Regions from separate parts of the Mus musculus genome. Here all the other regions are linked to region 3. A link is a contact called in public HiChIP or PLAC-seq data. All regions are on one chromosome and are shown on one strand. Each heading gives the region's core, a stretch centred on a gene start, on an enhancer-like site or on the middle of the called end of the contact. The rest is flanking DNA. Distances are from core to core; before and after follow the strand shown.

The links. HiChIP or PLAC-seq counts read pairs in DNA pulled down with a chosen protein or histone mark.
Region 1: a contact with region 3 is called in an H3K4me3 HiChIP or PLAC-seq map of bone marrow-derived macrophages, with 7 times the contacts expected there. The contact joins the enhancer-like site here to the promoter of Ednrb in region 3. A contact is called at or near these places in 1 of 39 promoter capture datasets (macrophages), 5 of 484 Hi-C or Micro-C datasets (adipose-derived mesenchymal stem cells, bone marrow-derived macrophages, nephron progenitors and 2 more), 6 of 115 datasets of contacts at active chromatin or transcription factors (bone marrow-derived macrophages, cardiomyocytes, differentiating embryonic stem cells and 2 more) and 5 of 9 other capture datasets (adipose tissue, bone marrow-derived macrophages, liver and 2 more).
Region 2: an H3K4me3 HiChIP or PLAC-seq map of bone marrow-derived macrophages shows a contact between it and region 3, with 6 times the contacts expected there. The contact joins the enhancer-like site here to the promoter of Ednrb in region 3. A contact is called at or near these places in 1 of 39 promoter capture datasets (liver), 4 of 484 Hi-C or Micro-C datasets (bone marrow-derived macrophages, nephron progenitors and uterus), 2 of 115 datasets of contacts at active chromatin or transcription factors (bone marrow-derived macrophages and heart atrium) and 3 of 9 other capture datasets (adipose tissue, liver and macrophages).

The regions. Positions count from the first base shown.
Region 1 is chr14:104,001,105-104,005,781 of GRCm38.p6, forward strand. The region is part of intron 1 of 4930432J09Rik (RIKEN cDNA 4930432J09 gene); the gene reads right to left. Among named protein-coding and RNA genes, the nearest start is that of Gm41238, 3.8 kb to the right of the region's middle. Within about 2 kb of position 1,562, at least 1 of the 459 cell types and tissues checked has an H3K27ac peak or open chromatin away from gene starts, as enhancers often do. A contact at or near this core is called in bone marrow-derived macrophages, where this site is marked.
Region 2 is chr14:103,976,354-103,980,524 of GRCm38.p6, forward strand. It overlaps 4930432J09Rik (RIKEN cDNA 4930432J09 gene), which reads right to left. Exons shown (of 3, transcript NR_045953.1): 3 at 1,275-3,916. Among named protein-coding and RNA genes, the nearest start is that of Gm41238, 29 kb to the right of the region's middle. Within about 2 kb of position 2,663, at least 9 of the 459 cell types and tissues checked have an H3K27ac peak or open chromatin away from gene starts, as enhancers often do. A contact at or near this core is called in adipose tissue and bone marrow-derived macrophages, where this site is marked.
Region 3 is chr14:103,841,400-103,845,733 of GRCm38.p6, forward strand. Ednrb (endothelin receptor type B) reads right to left here and starts at 3,077. Exons shown (of 8, transcript NM_001136061.2): 1 at 2,728-3,077; 2 at 1,595-2,138. The coding sequence starts at 2,077. The region is part of intron 1 of Gm35197 (a long non-coding RNA gene); the gene reads left to right.

The DNA of each region.
Region 1 (4,677 bases), core at 312-2,811, 160 kb after region 3:
CTTCCCCTAAAGTCAGCACCACCACCACCTCCTCCATCACCACACAGAGCCCTTTCTAGTATCTTGAACAATATCTATGTTCCTCCCATTTGGGTACACATTTTTAAAAGCCAGAGGCTAGGATCTAGATATGAAATAAAACATTTAGGAAATTCACCTTTCAGAGCCTGCATTACTTTACTTTACATAATGTTTTCCAGATCCATCCATTTTTTTCCTGCAAATTTCACTTCTCTTTACAGCTGAAAAAATTCCATTGTACACATGGACTATGTCTTCATGACCCATTCATCTGCTCATGGATATCCAGATGGATTCCATTTCTTTGCAATGGAAAAGGATGAGAAACAAATATGGATGCACAACTATCTCTATAGCAGAACTTGAATACCTTTTCATATAGCTTAGGTATAGCTTGGTCTTTACTAAAATCCTAATAGTTACTAAAATTACTAAATTTAGTTTCTCAAGAAACCTCCACACTAATTTCTGTATTAGCTGTACTATACTTTTGTGAACATATCAACTCATACCTGCTGTGACTGCATGCACAAAATATGTTATAAGATCAGGTGAGCAAAATCCTAGCATAGATCATAGAAAGCTTCATGAAGCCCTTTTCTACGCTGTGAAGCCATTGATGACTGCTTGAAGAGTCAGTTTTCCTTAGGGAATACAACTTCTGAGAGGCTACACTGCCTCTAGTGCATCACCCTATGTCCACTCATATACAGGCAGAACTAAATGGATTCCATGGGATAAAAAAAAAAAAAAATCCATGGAGTTTGGAGGAAATAATGCTGGAAAAATAAGGGAGGGATTAGAGACTGAGGAATGGAGCTAGATTTGATCAAAATGCATGTATAAAATGTTCAAATAATAAAAAAGCAAAAGATTATATAACTCTGTTCAAAATAGTTTTAGGTTTTCAATTCTGGAATGCATAGAATACAACAAACAAAACAAAACAAAACAAGCAAGCAAGCAAGCAAGCAAACAAACAAACAAACAAAAAACCCAGGGTCTCACTATGTAGATAAGGCTAGTCTCTAACACAATGATCTATTTGTCAGCCTGCCTCTGCCTCTGCCTCTGCCTCTGCCTCTGCCTCTGCCTCTGCCTCCTCTGCCTCCTCTGCCTCCTCTGCCTCCTCTGCCTCCTCTGCCTCCTCTGCCTCCTCTGCCTCCTCTGCCTCCTCTGCTTCCTCTGTCTCCTCTGCCTCCTCTGCCTCCTCTGTCTCCTCTGCCACCTCTGCCTCTGCCACCTCTGCCTCTGCCTCCTCTGTCACCTCTGCCTCTGCCTCTGCCTCAGCCTCCCAAGTTCTAGGATTAAAGACATGTGCCACTATGCTCAACAAAACTGGGTATTTTCATTAATATGCATATATAACAAATATATATTTAACTTTAAGTGTAATTTTAAAATTAATGCAGAGGCATGAAAGTTTGAAGTATGTATATTTTAGTAAGCTAGTTTTAGTTGGACATCTTCCAGCTGATTAGAGAGGGTTGTCATCCCAAAGAGGAAGTCATTAGTAGTTCACATGATGAAGTGCATTCTTCATGTTCAGTGTGTGGAAGAAATCTTGCTGGTAAATAAATCCACAAAGCTTGAACTTACGGAACTTGTATTATTGATTGTGAAATAATTTTCTTCAATAGGAAACAACTATCCCAGCAAAACTTCATTTAAATACAAGTTTGGAAAAAGTTTTCATAGAACAAAGAGTCAAAATATATTAATGCTTTATTTGTTTAATAGTACATTTTAAAATGTGTCAAGACATTTCAATGAATAGGACAATGGAAAGAAGATGCAATTATCCTAATCCTTACATTAAGTATAATTGGATAGGAATCATATACAGGTGATGAGAGGATTTGGAGCTGTAGAGAAGAGAGACTGGAGGGTATACGTGTTCTAGGAACGCACCAAACCAAGGAGCTGCTCACTAATGAGTTCCCAAGTGTCTTAGTTACTTTTTTATTACTGTGAAGAAATGCCATGATTTAGAAAGCATTTGATGTAGTGGATCATAATTCTAGAGGTTAGTAAAGCCTATGGTGGGGAGCATGGTATCAGACAAAGAGGCAGGCATGGCCTGGAGCAGCAGCTGAGGGTTTATATCCCATGCACAAGGAGCAGGAAGGGAGAAAAAGGCAGACAGACGGACAGACAAACAGACAGATAGGGCCTGTCTTGGGATTTGAAACATCAAAGCTCAACCCTAGTGACACACCTTCTCCAACAAGATCACATCCTTCCCCTGATAGTGCTACTAACTCAAGAGCAAGCATACATTCCAGAGATGGCGGTGAACAATGCAGTCCCCAAAAGCATGGTTCCTCCTAAAATTGTGTGCAGTGACATGGCAGTGACATGCAGTGACATGGCGTAGAAATGGAGAGCAGACTGGTGGTTTCAAATGGCCACTTAGAACATGGAGAGGGAGAGAGTGTGACTATTAACATATGGGTAATATTCCTGTCAATCTGATTATACTAAATGGTGCTCAGCAAATAAACTGTCATTCCTTAGTTTCTCTATGAAGGTATTTGTGGAATATATCAGCATTTGAATTAGTAATTAAAGAAAGAAAAATTGCTGTTGCCCATTTGTCTGGTCACCATCTAGTTCTGACATAGCTTCAAATAATAAGGAATATAAAAGAAGGCAGGGCTCCCTGTATCTCTCTATCTCTCTGTCTCTGTCTCTCTGTCTCTGTCTCTCTCTGTCTCTCTCTGTCTCTGTCTCTCTCTGTCTCTCTGTCTCTGTCTCTGTCTCTGTCTCTCTCTCTCCTTCATCTGAAGCATTCATCTTCTCTGGCTCTGCACCATCACAAAGTAAGGCTCTCTGGTCTCAGACTCCAGAACCTACACCATTGGTTTGTTGGCTCTCATGTTTTTGCCTCAGACTGGTTGCTGCTTTCCTGGTTTTCCACCTTGAGAAAAAAGCACATTGCAGGACATCTAGGCCCCCATATTCTAATACATAGTTACATATATGACTATGCACTGATATTAGAATTTATAAATGTAATTGAAAATTGGTGGCATGAAGTTTTTTTTTTTTCAGGAATAGGAGCATATATCAAAGTTTCTAGCAGAAACACAAGAAAGTCATTTTCTTTTATTACATCTTTTATTTTACATCACGACTCTTTAACTTATGAACGGTTTGAACCTCTAATACCTCGTGTTCGCTTGTTTACTTGAAGTGCGTGAGGAAAAAACAGATATGAAGGTCTTAAAAACTAGAGAGACTGACTACGACATTACTGTTGTGTTACAAAACTTTCTGGTGAGATGCAGCATGTGTCTACTCACAGGGAGCCCACAACACAACAAAATACAGGTAACACCAAAGTCCAACACCATTCAGTCAAAGTGTTAAGGATAGTTCAAATTCTAAGTCTCAGTTACTCATTTCCCCACTATCATGAGCACCTTCTTCTTGACCTTGTCTATAAAGGAAGCACAATAGCTCATTAAAAAAGGATGATTTGACATCTGTGTGTACATACATGGTTAGAGTGCATTTAATGTTTCTAAGCACTTTAGCACATAGTAGGCTGAATTCAATAAAATGGGAATTTGAAATTTATGGAAACACGTTCACTCCATCTGAAGCAGAGAGAGGATCCATATATAAGAGAAGCTAGTAGACTGGAAAAGGCAGGGATTCCTGACTGATCATCCTGTTCTGGTCTCTCCTTTCCTTGCTTTGTTCATTCAGCAAGCTAGGGTTTATTTGAGGTGATAAGCTACAAACATGCATCAGTCCACACACATGACAGTCTTAAGAGAGCCATGGAAGCATCTGCTCGTCTTGTGATCCCACTAAAAAGGTCTTCAAAAGCCACTTTATAGAACTTCTTCTATGGTGAATTGGAATTTGGGGATAGCAAAAATTCTGTAGGATAAATCCTCAAAGTGGTAAGATTCAATTCTGCTGTGAAAAACAGCGTACTTCGTTTTAATTAGAAGTGGGCTCTAATCTAGGTTTGCAGGATAGCTTGGGAAACAAACCCTGAAAATCATGCACGGAGAACTTTGTATTTCTATGAAGTAATAAGAGAATAAGCAAGCAGTGCTAGAAATGGTACCAATAATGATCCAGTGTCCTTAAGCTAGCTCAAGCTGTGCACACCATCCCTGGGGACCTCAGGATCCCTAGTGTGCTGTTACCATGACAGCACATTGTCAATAAAGGCTGGTCCCATCATGACCCAGCACTAGTGGCCAGGCAGATGTTAAGCAACAGCCTCCCCCCACCCCCTTTTCCTCCAACTTCCCTTATGAATATCCCCACCGAAATCCCTACAGATGTTATTGTTAGGTGATGACCCTGCAAATTTGTGAACTCATGAGTTCTTTGTCTTTTCCTTCCTTCTCTCTAGAAGCCTAAGGTGCTGATGAAAAAGGGAAGGGTCCTGACAGTAAGGGCAAAACAAGAAGCAAGTCATGAGTTAGTCAGTTTCTGAGAAGTAGCTGCGACTCATACATTCTCCTTCATTACAGTAATAAGTGTCAGTATGACACATCAACTTTTAGTACCAAGAACACAATTTTACAATTTTTAATAATTGATGGTTAATGATTCAGAAAATCATGTGAATCTTGGCTATGCATCAACATCAACAAAATCAGGGTCTTAGTTAAGACTCTATGACTCAAC
Region 2 (4,171 bases), core at 1,413-3,912, 130 kb after region 3:
GTCCATGTGTCCTTTGTGCCCTGTGTGTTACATCTGCACTTTCAAACCTTCTGTCACACTGGTGCTTTGCTCTTTCTGTAAGTGCTCACAGAAACTACACTAGTTAGTTTTTAAATTCCTTATTCAAATTGGTTATTCTGAGATCTAGTCCTGTAGTTGTATCTACTCTTTGGAGTTTCAGAGCTATGCTCTCTTCTGCCCTGGAGTGAAGCTTCACTATCTATAGCTCCTCGCTCAGGAGTTTGGGGGCATCCCAGAATCCTCTTCCATGCAGTGCAACAGCCCTGGTTCTCCGGCTTAGTTTACAAAGCAGTTCTCTTATCTACATTTTTCTCTATCTTCGTAGCGACCCTTAAGCCTTTCTTGGCTCTTCCTATTGCTCTTCTGTCTGATCTGGTGGAATTGTTTGTTTTTCAGAAACGGATCGGCAGATTGCTTGTCAGACGATTTAGTCTTTTATAACACCATTTTGAAACTGGATCAACAAAAACAGATAGCACTGGGGGAGTTTTTATTTCTAGCTCCCAATCAGTTTCCATTTTTTATGTTATTTTGTAAAGTTTCTTTCAAGGACATGGCTTGGGCTAGAAAACCTCTGGTGTTCCTTTAAAATACAAACTGTTCTAGAGTTAACGTCTAGGCACAATTTTATGGTTACTTTCTTCTAGGTTTCTTAGAAACTATTTTATTTTAAAATGGGGATGAAAAACCACACGAAGGGCAGTGTGACCACATAGTAATAGAACTTTGACCCCCAAACTGGACAAGAACCGTCCCAGGGAAGCAGAGCCTCCTTTGGGTCTCACTCAATAACCATCAGCTTCCTTAACTTTTGCCTGTGCCTTTCTTTCTTTTTCTTTTTTAATTTGAATTATTCTATCATTATAAAGCTCTGCCTAGAGGTATATATTTTTTTGATTGCTATTTTGCCTGCATGTATGTGTGAATCTATTGGAAACCCTGGAACTGAAGTTACAGTTGTCAGCCACCATGTAGATGCTGGGAATTGAACCCAGGTCCTCTGAAAGAGCAAGCATTCAGTGTCCTTAAGCCCCGAGCCAGCTCTCCAGCTTTGCTTGTGCTTCTAACTCACGATAGAACTCCTGGAAGCAAATGTGCTCCTCAAACTGATCCTAGCTCTGCTTCCAACGGACTCACTTCTGCATCCCCTTTCCAAAAGCTCGCAGTCAGGATTTGCATCTACAAATCTTTTTTATCACCATAAGTCTTTTGTTTGTTTGTTTGTTGCTTTTTTTTTTTTTTTTTTTTTTTTTGCTCTGAGTTACTGAGAAATGCTGTTGATAGTGGCTAATTACCACACTGTATCAGCTCCTCAAAAAATAAACTCTACTTTCTTTTGAGTAATCTTTAGTTGTTTCCATACACGTATGATACAGAAACCTTAACAATACCCCCCAACATACATGTCTCTCATTTCAGTTACAAAACACTCAGGCTCAACATAAAGAGAAAAGGTTTACTTGAAACAATATCTTCTGTTTGGCGTCTGGCTGGCTTGGCTGAGGTCACAGGGGCTGGTACCCTGAAGATCTAGCTACTTCCTAGGAGATTTGTGGGGCCCAGTCCCTTGTGTAAATTTCCTCTACCCTGGCCCTTCCCTAATGAACTGAGGGAACACCCATCCTAAGATAAGGCAAGTAAATAGTCCATTGTTTGCTCCAAATGTGAAGTATCTTAAGAGCTTTCATACGGCCTCTTATCTCCTTAATTTTTTTGAGATGGGTCCTAGGCTTCAAGGGAGGGCAATGTGCTAACCAAAGGGGTCAACACTGACAAGCAGGACAGACTTTATTGGAGGGCAGGGGAAGGCAATCTCCAAAGGCTAAATGTAGGCCAGAAAGCTTTTAAGGACTGTGAAAATATTCCCAGATTTCTAGCTCCAACACTGTCAATTAAAAGAAAGTTTTCTGTTTCTTAAAGGGCTATATAATTTCTAAAGGAAAATGAGATAAAAGGGCTGTGGCAGGCTGCAGCTCTCTGTCTAACTGCAGCGTGGCTAGTGGTTATACGAAGAGCATTTGACATCTTTGCAAGGCCTCCGACCATCCTAGGGCCAAAGAACATTTGGAAAGTTCACACCGGCAGTATTTCCTCAGAAAACCCAGGCAGGGTAAGCCAGCCTCAAAGGCCAGCAGCAACTGATCCCTCCTTGCTAAAATGCTTTGTTTGCCTCTCATTAACAAAATAGAAAAGTTTGTTAGTCCTTTTTGGAACTTGTAAGACATGGGCCTCATGAAGTTATGTAATGCTCTGGGTCTTTGTGGTTTTACTGGGGTCCTTTTGTCTTCTAACTATGTTTTAATGTTAACATTAGATCCACTCTATCTACAGATTCTATTTTAAGGATGTTTAATCATTTGAATTTGGATAAATGCAATCTTTCTTACTCTATTAGCTATTAATTTTGCCTAACAGATACTGAAAATGGACACTAAGGTATTTATAACATGCTCAGTGAGAAATAATATTTTCACATTGAATAGGAATAAGAACATGACTGCTCTAAGGAGAAGGGGGAGGAAGAAAGGAGGAAGAAGAGGAGAAAGAGGAAGAAAGTAAAGTTACGGAGCTTAGAGGAAGGAAAGTTGTTATCTTGGGTGTACCCTTGAAACTTCTAGGTCCATGGTTCCTGGTTTGGGGAAGTGGAAGAGTCCCAAAACCAAGGGAAGAGGAAGAAAGCCCACTTTCAGGAATAGGGAGGGGCAGAGAGAAACTTCGTCTGTTGATTGACAGGAGTACTTGTCTTCAGTCCATTTGACCTGTGACAGCTGTATCCAAGTCTGAAACTTACAAGAATTTTTAAAGTTTACAAATTACCACTGTTATCTGTACTGAAGAGTGCATTGTAGAAGAGTCAGTAGACTCACACTTTTGAATCGTAGGAAAAGTGTGGGAACCCAAAGCTACGATTCTAGGTTAAATGCATTAACACTTTGTATCCAGAGAACTGGAAGTATAGTTGAACAAGACAATTTTTAGCATGAGTGAGAAGCACTTTTAAGTCTATATTTAGAAAACAACCAAAGGAAATTTAAAAATTTGCACTTGTGACTGATATGCCAATGTTATGGCAGACTTGGATTAATAGTTATCAGAACTGCACTGATTAATGTTAAAGCTCTGAACTCTTGCAGTCTTAATTCAACAATAGCACAGAGAGCAGGGGTGGGGTGGGCCACAGTCTGAAACACTTCCCATTGTTTTACACAGCCTAATTCAATTTCTTAGACCTTTACAGCTCACATTTACACATTTTTCTTTACTATTATTACTTTTTAATCTTTTTTTAATAGTCCAGTCTTTATTCCCCCTCCCAGACCACCCTCTGATAGTAGCTCATCACATTTCTCCTGACCCTATCTCCTGCCCCATTTCCAAGAGGATGTCCCCACTCACACCCCCACTCCCATTCCTCACTACACCAGACCTCCCCATTCCCTAAGGCCTCAAGTCTCTCCAGGGTTAGGTGTATCTTCTCTCACTGAGAGGACCAGGCAGTTTTCTGCTGTCTATATGGTGGGGGCCTCATATCAGCTGGTGTATGCTGCCTCATTGGTGGCTCAGTATCTGAGAAACCTTAGGGGTCTGGGTTAGTTGAGACTGCTGGTCTTCCTATGGGTTCACCCTCTTCCTTGACTTCTTCCAGCTTTCCCCAATTCAACAACAGGGGATCCCAGCTTCTGTCCATTGGTTGGGTGTAAGTATCTGCATCTGTCTCAGTCAGCTGCTTGCTGGGACTCTTAGGAGGCCGCCATGTTAGGCTCCTGTCTGTAAGCACACCACAGCCTCAGTAACAGTGTCAAGTCTTGGAGCCTCCTCTTGAGATGGATCCCAATTTGAACCTGCCACTGGATCTCCTTTCTTCAGGCTCTTCTCCATTTTTGTCCCTGTAGGTCTTTTAGATAGGAACAATTCTGGGTTAGTTTTTTTACTGTGGAATGGCAACCCCATCCCTCCACTTGATGCCCTGTCTTTCTGCTGGAGGTGGACTCTCCCCAGTGTTGGGAACTTCTTCTAAGGTTCCTCCCTCTGAGTCCTCTCACCTCCAGGTCTCTGGTATATTCTAGAGCCCCACCCGCACCCCCAACACACACACACACACACACACACACACACACACACACACACACACACACTTCCTACCTCCCTA
Region 3 (4,334 bases), core at 1,827-4,326:
CAATGAAGAGCAATCTCAAAGGCTGCCTTAAGGTAACCACTCATGTCATTATGGTTACAGAGCGCTCTCCGACCTTCCCCATCCTAATACTCTCAGCTCCTTGCATAGCACAGAGGCTTGGGTTGGTCTTTGGCAAGTGGACAAAGTACATTCTCATTCCTTTATACCTGTATGGTGTTTATGTGTGACTTTCTATTGATGGCAGTGGGAAGAAGTGCTACATAGTTGCACAACTCTAAACATTTTTGGACCTTTTATTCGGTCTGGTTTTTTAAAATATTTTATTTTATTTTATTTTTGGTTTTTCGAGACAGAGTTTCTTTGTGTAGTCTTGGCTGTGCTGGTACTCATTCTGTAGACCAGGCTGGCCTCGAACTCAGAAATCCACCTGTCTCTGCCTCCCAAGTGCTGGGATTAAAGGTGTGTGCCACCACTGCCCAGTCAGTCTGTTTTTATTAACATCACAAACACCCCCTAGGTGGGCACTAGAAGCTGCATCGGGAAATAGAAGAGAAGGAGACCCCCATGCCAGGATGCTGTACTGACTTCTAAAACCACCTGGAGTCAACAGCGTGGATGTACATGTCCTGCCTTGTCCTCTGAGCCGATTTCTTCTCTGAGCCTATTTCTTCTGATAGCTGTGCAAACCACCATATTGCTTACTACTGACAATTTTACTGACTTTATTACGGAGTTCTCCACTGTCCTGACCGTGTCTTATGCATTACCATGAAATATCAGAGATAATGTCGCAAAGCTTACATCTGGGAATCTGAGGTACTAGAGCCTGCTTTCTACCTTGAACTCATGGAGGGCCCTTGAACATCTTATTATACGTGTAAAATGGCAATAACTGCCAATGTGTGGGTTGCCACAATGGATAAAGGAAGTCATGCATCTAACCTGACACTTGGACCAGGACACTAATTCCATGAAGAGTATCCAAGGCCACTCGAATCAAGGAAATACATTTTTACTTACCATTCTAGGCCCCTTTAGCCTAAGCCAATTGTTTCCTAAAATCTTACTGACAGGCTTTCTGGGTCCTGAAAACCATGTTTTCCAAAGTTACCTTACCCATGAATCATCTGTACACCCAAGATGCAAACTCTGTTTGGGGCAGATTTGCACTCCTCACAAACTCCCAGACGATATTCATGATCCCACTTTGGGGACCATACTTTTAAGAGGTTGTGCCTAGAAAGACTGACTTCCAGGCTTGTGATTCCCAACTGTTAAATGTTGTCATAGTTACAAAGGATTTTTAAAATGTATCACTGCTGTCATCTTCACCAGAGCTTCTGATTCAGTGACCCTGGGTCAGGGAATCTGAATTCTTCTTTCCTAACAGATCTCCAATAGTAACAATGTCACTACCTGGAAAGCTACACTTGTCAGAGGCTAAGAAAACCCGCAGGAAAATCTCGTTCAAATTCAATTGTCACTATTGGCAGAGGAGCAGTCTCCTTGAGAAAGTGTCTAACCCCCCCCCCCCACCACCACCAATACTTTAAAGATTGCCACTTTACCACTCAGCTTACAACCCCACCTTTGGTTTCCAGATCCTCAGATCGTTCGTTATCAGGTACATTACCTTGTAGGTGTTAATGGGTATGTCTATGATGATGTGCAGTAGGTCTCCCAGAGCCAGACTGGCGATCAAGATATTGGGACCATTGCGCATGCACTTGTTCTTGTAGATGATTCTTAGCAGCGTGGAGTTCCCGATGATGCCTAGCACGAACACGAGGCACGACACAATCGTGTTGATGTATTTAAAAGTCTTGCTGATCTCAATATTTCGTTGGCACGGAGGAGGGAAGGATCTTGGCGGGACTCCAGCCCCCCTCCCTCCTTTGGTCACCTCCGCAGGTGCGGAGGAACGCATCAGACTGGAGTTGGAACCTCTGGTCCAGGAGGTCTTAGTGGGTGGCGTCATTACCTCTTTAGTCCCGAGAAGTGACAGCGTGGCTTGGGCAGGTGGGAATCCTCTTTTCTCTCCCCATACCCCCAAGAAGCCACAGGCCAGCAGCAGCGCCACCAAGGCGCGTCCGCACCGGCTTGCGGGCGATTGCATGTTACAGCTTGCTCCTGTGAGAGTCTGGTAGCCGCTCTGCTGTTTTCAGTCTGGAGACCAACTGGGGAGTGAAGACAGGACACTTAAGTCAGCTACCCCAGCCAAGCCTCTGAAAACACACTAGCCCGGTTGCCTCTACCCGCGCCTTAACAGTAAGTTAAGTTTGCGCGCCAGTGGGGAACTTGGGCGCACGCCACCCGCTGGTCTGCATTCAGTCTCCTCCCGGACCCTGCTCGCAGAGTTTTAATCCCCAGCCCTGCCGTAGACCAGTCGGTGGGGAGGAGCATTCGGGCAGGGGGTGTTCCAGACTGGGGAGGGTGCGTGTCCCAATGAAAGAACACTCGTATGTGCCGGGAAGAAGCAAGCCCAATTTTAGCTAAGCTTGGGGACCCGGAGTGAAGGCACCTAGCGGCCAAGGGCATACGTCAATGCACTCAGCCAAGAACCGAGAGAATAACAGATCAGCACCAACTTCTGTGCTGTCCCAGTGACTTCAAACACTCGCCTTACAACCCAATCTCGGTTTAAATCGCTGTCGTGTGTAAGTTTTACTAATTAAAAAACCCCCGAACCACTAAGCAAAGCGGAAGCCCCAAAGCACGGTTCAGCCACAGATGTTAATTCAAAGCTAAACCAGGATGGTTCGTTACCTCGTGCGGATTGGAAGCACCAGGAGCAGCGCCACGAGCAGGGAACCTCCTTCCCAGGTTGTCAACTGCCCTAGGGAGCTTGCGGCTCTCAGCAGGCGTCCAGCTGCTCCTAAACAGGCCTCTCGCAACTGAATGCAGCTCTGGCTCTGACAAAAGACCGAGAGAATGCCAGGCAGCGGATCCTCAGCAGCTTGAGCGGGGTCTTTGCTGTCCCCAGACAAGTACTTTTATTCATTCGGTCCCTTCCCAGCATCAATCAACGCCAGACTCCTCCCGCGTTTTCTGAGCGACCTTGCCACAACCTTTTCCCTTGGGCGACGCCTGGACAGTATCAGCCCCAGCTGACCGCTGGGAGGGGCAGTCCTAGTTCAGAGTTGTGTCTCACATAAAGCTGTTTATTTCTTACTCAACGAAGAAACTAACATATCCCATGACAACCTGGGATCTGGAACCTAGGAGAGAAGGTTCTGTATCAACCTGGACTTTGAATACTCCGACTGTTCACACAAATGTCCTGTAGTGATTCCCGAAATCTGCTTGGTTTGGGGAAGTTGTCTTTCGTTTGTTCTTGTTTTTTGATTTTGTTTTGTTTTGTTTTGTTTTGCCCTTAAGTTTTAAGCCAGCATGCAGGGCGGGACGCTTTCTTCTTCGGCAGAGGGACTGCCCACCCAAAGGACCAAAAGGCCCTGTAGATCTCTCTCTGTGCCCTGTAGATCCCTCTTCCTGTGTACTGAGGTGCCATTACTAGGGGTCTTTCTACTGTTGCCTAAAGGGACCTGAGGCAGAAGACAGGAAAATACTCAGGAAGCCTATTTACAAATTCAACCTGACGCTTATTTTACCAGACAGAGCAAGGAAATGAACTCTCCCTGTCATTCTTGGCTTCTGTCTTTATGGTAGAGAAGGGAATGCTAGGGATCTTCCGTTGCGCAGAGTGGTGGGTGAGGTGCATTATTCTGCTATCAGCAAGATCCTGCTGTGCCTGCAGAGGAGGTCATCCTCTAGACCCCCTTTGTCTCCCAGCTAGTTCATTGTACAACTAGGATTTGCATCTTAGATGGGCAACGCCTATCAAATGTTTCCCATGAAGCTGGAAGCAGAACGTGCGCGTGTATGTTAAAAGGTGAACTTTAAATGTGGACTGTAGTTAAGTCTAAGGGATGGGAACTATGGCCTGGGCATGAGCACCAATTCCAAATCAGGTTGTTTTGAAGACAATGTTTATCCTCCTGCCTCAGTGAAGACAAGGTCAGCATGGAACTGCTTCACGTGGACTTTCGTGCCAACATACAGTGTTGTGCAATAAGGAATTCTTTGTGTGCTTCAGTAAGGATGTGCCTGCTCCAAGGGCAGTTTTGAACCTGTCCCTTTGACACAAGTCACTTTCACTCAGGCTTTCTTCTCTACCTCTCTCTTTCTCATCATCTCTATTAGTGTGTCTTCCATGCAATGGGAATGTCCCTGCTAATTCCTGCTGAGATGTGCCTCTGCCCTGTTTTTTAGAGCACTTGTAGACTACTAACGCTAATTTTGTACTTGACTATCGTTCTAGCTGCTTTACATGTCAATTTGCCTCAACCTGAAATTACTTTGCGGGGAGATCCTAA